Regions from separate parts of the Sus scrofa genome. Here region 2 is linked to region 1. A link is a contact called in public targeted proximity ligation data. All regions are on one chromosome and are shown on one strand. The core of a region is the stretch at or near the end of the contact, and the rest is flanking DNA. Distances in the headings are between cores, read along the strand shown.

Evidence for each region.
Region 2: a targeted proximity ligation map of skeletal muscle shows a contact between it and region 1. A contact is called at or near these places in 1 of 47 Hi-C or Micro-C datasets (skeletal muscle) and 1 of 2 datasets of targeted methods (skeletal muscle).

The regions. Positions count from the first base shown.
Region 1 is chr4:117,138,886-117,142,130 of Sscrofa11.1, forward strand. All of the region lies in intron 4 of LOC106508363 (a long non-coding RNA gene), which reads right to left. Among named protein-coding and RNA genes, the nearest start is that of S1PR1, 71 kb to the left of the region's middle.
Region 2 is chr4:117,303,062-117,306,007 of Sscrofa11.1, forward strand. DPH5 (diphthamide biosynthesis 5) reads left to right here. Exons shown (of 8, transcript NM_001243679.1): 8 at 1-662. The coding sequence ends at 7. Among named protein-coding and RNA genes, the nearest start is that of DPH5, 36 kb to the left of the region's middle.

The DNA of each region.
Region 1 (3,245 bases), core at 351-2,850:
GTTTCCCTGACTTACCTGGATGTTCCAGCATGTTCAGGTCTGGCCAGAATTTTTTTCATACTTCTTTGCCAGCTAGAGAACATTTGGATGGTTCGGGACCTTCCCTCTGGCTAATGGTCAGCAGTCTTCCAAAATGTCTTTACTTTTTTAACAATAATCCAACTTTTTTAGGGCCACACCTGCGCATATGGAGGTTCCCAGGCTAGGGATTGAATCGGAGCTGTAGCTGCTGGCCTATGCCACAGCCACAGCAACGCCAGATCCTTAACCACTGAGCAAGGACAGGGATCGAACCTGCAACCTCATGGTTCCTAGTCAGATTCGTTTTCGCTGTGCCACGATGGGAACTCCAACAATAATCCAACTTTTGAGGTCTTGAGAAAGGATGAAATGCGACCTGTTAGGAGGGATCCTTGAAATAGAAAGATTCACCATATATATGTTATTGATTTCATAATATTCATGTGAATTAATTGTGAATTTTTACAAATTTAATGTGAGAAAGGGCAAAACACAGCTCTTGTAATGAGTTAAAATAACAGATTACATTTACACTGAGCTGAGGCATTTCAGGAAAATGTGCACAGAGCCCTTTGACATATAGGACTTCCTCTCACTCCGACGTCCTTGCTACCCCCTCCCTAAAACAAGACGCCATTGACCTCATTTCTTTCTGAAATGGCTCTTTAAAAAAAAAAAATGCAATTGCTTCTCACAGAAAACATATACTATATAGCTACATGATAAAAACTCAACTACCAATGTACATAAAATACACACTGAATTCAACTTAAGAAAATTTCCCCAAATAGTCACATAAGTTGTTTGGGACCAGACAGACAAAACAATAGCTGACTGAATTTTTCCCCTTTCACCTAATCGTTTTTGGTCATGGAAAGACATAGGCAGAGCTCGGCTGAACACCCATCTTTCATTCTCTGCAGCTCCATTCAAGGATTCACCCTGCACAGAGTGTGCTAGAGTAAGGAAGTTCAAATTGACATTAGGAATAATGCTAGTGGCGGTAGCATTTTAGCTGGAAAAAAAGAATTTCTGGGATTCTGGAAAGTTGTCTATAGAACTGAAAAATAGGATGATTTGGCAGCGCATTAGCATATTAGGACGAAAAAAGATCAGGAACACAAACTGAAGTAAAACAAAAAGATGGAACTACTTATAATAAATGAAAGAGAAGAAAAGACAGTCATAACTGAATGAAGATTTCTATTTTCTGGTGTCATATATATAAAATCAAATCTCCCACTTAAATATGCTAGAGGACTAAATAGCTGGTTGGCTTCTGCTCTGCTCTAAATCAAAGACAGTGTACATGGCAAAGGAAAAGCTTGTAATTACTGTTTCCTCTCTTTATAGAGTATGGGTCATTGCATTTCACCTCTCAAGAGAAAAAAGTACCAGATTTATGAGGGCTCTTTCCTCCTCACCTCATCCCTAGACCCAGTTTAAGCCTTAATCCTCATCTCTTCAAAGAGTACAGCATTTCAATTCATTTCAAAGCACTGGGTTGGTGCTGATGAGACTGGGACCAAAATTAAAAAAAAGAGATTAGCTATGCTGAGATAAGTACTGCAAGAGCAGTGAACCGACCAGCCAGCCTATGTAGAAGTTGCCTACTGCTGTTTACAGGAAATTGTACAAAGCACAGTACTGGAACAGAGGAACGGGGCATACGTCATAGGCTTTGAAGATGGAGAAAAAATGTCTGTGTCAAATAAATTAAGGATCCCCCCACCAAAGGAAACAGAAATTAAGACATTCAAATATATATGTTTCACATACACATGCACAAACTGAGCACATAAAAAGAACTCCTTAAAACCTAATTTAAAATAAAAAATAATACAAAGCTATATTACAGCAGTTGTAGCGCTTTATTCCTCTACAAGAGATAATAAACTTTATGCTGTGCCCATGACAGCAATGACAATTAACTGTTCCAAAGACCTGACCACTAAACACTTTTTTGAAAAATATGAAAATAATTACATCAGCATATGGACTCTGGAAAATTTCTTCTCCGGTAATAAGGTCAGATGGACATTTCCTGTTTCACATTTCTAGTACACGTTGTCTCTTAGACAATAATAGTGTGAAACAATAGTTTGGCATGGGTTCAATGCATACTAAGAAATGCCCTGGCCCTTGAAACCTGGGATGAGTTCGACTCAAATGGCAGAGATCTCAGTGACGACAAGAAAGGCAGACTGTCTGGGGCGTGGTGGCCCTAGAGAAGAAGATTCAAGAAGCCCATCTAGACTTCATCTTTGATGTTTCTTGACCAGCGAAGAGTTCTTTTGTTTTGTTTAATGTGTACATTTACACAGATAGCAGTTAGGCTCGTGTCTGCATAACCTGGCTTAAAAAAACTGTGTGCGAGTTCCCGTTGTGCCTCAGCAGGTTACGAACCTGACTAGTATCCATGAGGATGCGGGTTCCAACCCTGGCCCTGTTCAGTGGATTAAGGATCTGTTGGTGCCATGAGCTGTGGTATAGGTCGTAGACGTGGCTCCGATCTGGCATTGCTGTGGTGTGGCATAGGCAGGCAGCTGTAGCTCCAATTCAACCCTTAGCCTGGGAACTTCCATATGACACAGGTGTGGCCCTTAAAAAAAAAAAAAAAATTGTTTGCCAGGCAAAACTGCAATACAGAAAAAGAATGAATGAGCAATTCCTCCTGAATTGCTAACCAAGACTGGCCCCTGCTTCTATTGCTCAACCTCCTGTTCCTGCTCTAAACAATTAATCCAGGTGACATGAGCTCCTTCCTGATCCTCACCAAACTCCGCAACCACTGGAAATCCTGAGCCTATCTATGGGCCTTATCACTCCCTTGAACCCCATGAGACAGAGCCACCCAGTAATGGGCCCCTCCTAAACTTGGTGGTTCAGGCACCCATCTTCTCTGATGCCAAACTGGTATCCTCAATACATTCTGGCATCAAAACCACTTGTGAGAATATTTAGGCCAGTCATTTCCAATGACATCTCTCATCTCTAATCCTCTGCTACTCAGTGATGGACGGTAGGCGGAGAGAACATTCTAAATAGAGCAGAGGATGCAGAGGGGTTAACAGGTGGACCAGCATACAGAATTAGGAGCGGCAGAATCTGAGCCAAGAAGTTACAAAGCAGAAGGACAGTGGGGAGGAGGGTGGCCTTCCACCCAGTGCCAGAGGATGACAGGGATGCAGGGATGGGAAAGCTGGAGGTCATCCTGGACCAGT
Region 2 (2,946 bases), core at 445-2,944, 160 kb after region 1:
ACTCTGAACTAGACATTTTCCACAGTTAGATGTTAATTTCAGTCATATATGCGTATACACATATTTGTACAACAACTCAAACAGGTCTTTTGGTTTACCTAATAAGTATAAAACAACTGACCAAGAAGAAAAATGTTGACTCAACAGTGCTTGGTTTCCTGTGGCAATGAGTTTTTTCCCTATGATATCACCAGCTGTTGCTGTTATTTTGGCAGTGTTTCAAGGAGCAGACCAAGTTGGAAAACTTGGAGATAGACATCCTAGACAGAATCATTTAGAAGCAGTTTTTGTTTATGAAACCAGTTTATATGAGGTGGAACTTTCTTAAAAAGACAGATGCCTTGACTACAAGGTAAGTTTTCTTGACAGCGTTTGGTGTTATTGCATATAAAGAGAGGTAGGAGGAATAAGCCCACACCCAGCAGTCCTGCTTACTTAAAGCTCAGCTGAGTACATACTACAAAATGACATCCTTTTGAATTAGCTTGTCTTGTTAAACTGACATCCTAATTATGTGCCTCATGTTCTGCTGTATTTCGGAGGTTTGTAAATGTTCAGCCAGCATGTACAGTTGCTCTTTGGTTTTAATTAGCATCTTTCTCATCCAAGCTGACAGATGGAAAAGTTGCTGACTACAAAATAAAACTTAAGTTTGAAGACAACAATGGATTAGTTAGATTTTGTCATAGCACTTAACAGTTAACATGCCTCTGTGTGTGTGCCAGTAGCCACATTCCTCTTTCTAGTTGTAAATCACACTCCATTTCTTATATTTCATGACAGTTTAAAGTTTTGTACTTTTTATCAGTTTGTGTAAGAAATAGCTTTGCTACATGTTAGTTTAATTGGTCTAACTCTGAGTAAAATCAACCCTTGAAAACACATTTGAACTGTGCAGGTCCACTTATGTATAGATTTTTTTTTTTCACGAAGTATATACTCCAGTACTCCACAGCCTGTGGTTGGTGGAATCCATGGATGCAGAACTGCAGATGTTTTCAACTGCATGGAGGGTCAGTCCCCCTGACCCCCCCATGGTGTTAAAAGTCCATCAACTGTGCTTCCGTGGTCCAATCAACTTATCTGACCTTTTTGTTCTGTAAATTTGTTGCAGGTTGAGCAAATATTCATCTGCTCTCTGGGAGCATCACTTAAGATTATTTTGAGTTATTTCATTTCATCTGAGATAAAAGAGATTTTTAATATATGTGAAATATTCTCCTTTCAATCTGTTGAACGCAGGGACAGAGGCAAACATTGAAGAATTATGAAATGAAAGCCTTTTAGTTTTGGTAGTGGTGAAATAGCTTGTAATGTATAAGCCCTCCCAATTATAAACTCTGGAAAAATATAATAAAGAACTGTCTGAAGGCATTGGCAGAATGACCATCGGCAGCCTGAGAACTGTGCTTAACATGACTCTTTCCCCAGGGCGTTCATCAGTCTGTCTGGTGAGACGGTGGCTAGAACTCAAGAGAAAGTTGCAGTCCTGATGACTTGAGGTGCTGGAGGAATTGGCTGCTAGAGGAGCTATAAATTGAAGGAGGAAACCCTAGACGTGAAGGTAGCACTGAGGGAGGAGCCTTTCAATCTGTGTATAATTTACTCGTAACTCTGCCTGACTCCTGCATTGTGCGTGTGCAGGGAAGACTCCAGTGAACCTGGCAGGAAGCCAGAGCTCGAAGGCTGAAAAGGCTGGGCAGAGATTGTGGCTCTCTGTTGCAAGAGAAAACAGAGTTTGAATCACAAGTTAGAAGGCTTGATAAGTGCCTTAGGCTTTCCATCAAATCCCTAGAGTGGTTGTGTATTAGCAGTAAAGGCTATGCCCAGGACCAAGGATTTGTGCTAAAACTAAAGACCAGATCTTTAACATAATGTAAAATCAAGCCTCCATAAAATCAAAGTGACTGTCCAATGATTTACCTGCCTGCTAGGACAAAGCTTATCTCTTCAAGTGCGTGATAACAAAATGAAGCAAATCTCAACAATGCCTAGAATATTATAAAATATTATGAGATATGCAGTGAAGTAGGAAAATATGACTTAACAGTCAAAAGGAGAAAAGCACACAGTGAAAAGAGATGCTGACATAATCCAAATACTGGAATTAGCAGACAAACTGTGTTTGAGGGTAAAAAGGAGAAGTGGTTGTAATGAACTGATATAAATGGGTCTCTCAACAGAGGATTGGGAACAAACAAAAACCCAAACAGTCAGACTTAACAACAGAATATGGATGACAAATGAATAGAAATTATCCTGTCTGAGGAATAGAGAAAAAAAGATTGAAGGGAAGAAAAAAAAGCACAGAAATTCAATGCCATGTGGGGCAATATCAAGCAGTTCAACGTATATATAATTGTATCTTCAGAAGAACAGAAGAACGTAGGGCAGAAAAAATAAGAGTAAGTAAAGGCCAAAATATTCCCAAGTTTAGTGATACTTTGAATGTACAGATTCAATATGTTCAGTGAACTCCACACAGAATAATTACAGAGAAAACCACACCTGACATATATATATGTATATATATGTATATATGTCATAGTTAAAACTGATGAAAACCAAAGGTTGGAGAAAATCTTAAAAGCCACCATGAGGGGTATTGGGGAACCCACAACATACAGGGCAGCAGTACAAATGGACTCTTTCTCATCAGAAACAGTGGGGGTCATGAGGCAGTAGAAAGACAAAAATCTTTACAGGAATTCAAAAGCAAAACAAAACCATCAATCCAGTGTTGCATATCCAGTAAAGATATCCTTTGAAAATGAGGACAAAATAATCTCCATAACAAGACAGTTTGCTGCTAACAGACGTGCACTCACTGCAAGGAAAGGTGAGGAAGGGCTGAAGTAAATGCCATCAGGGAGAAGGAAGGAAATGAGAGAGATGCAAGTATAAATGACTCTCGGGTTTCCTTGGCTTCATGTGTTTAAAAGACGT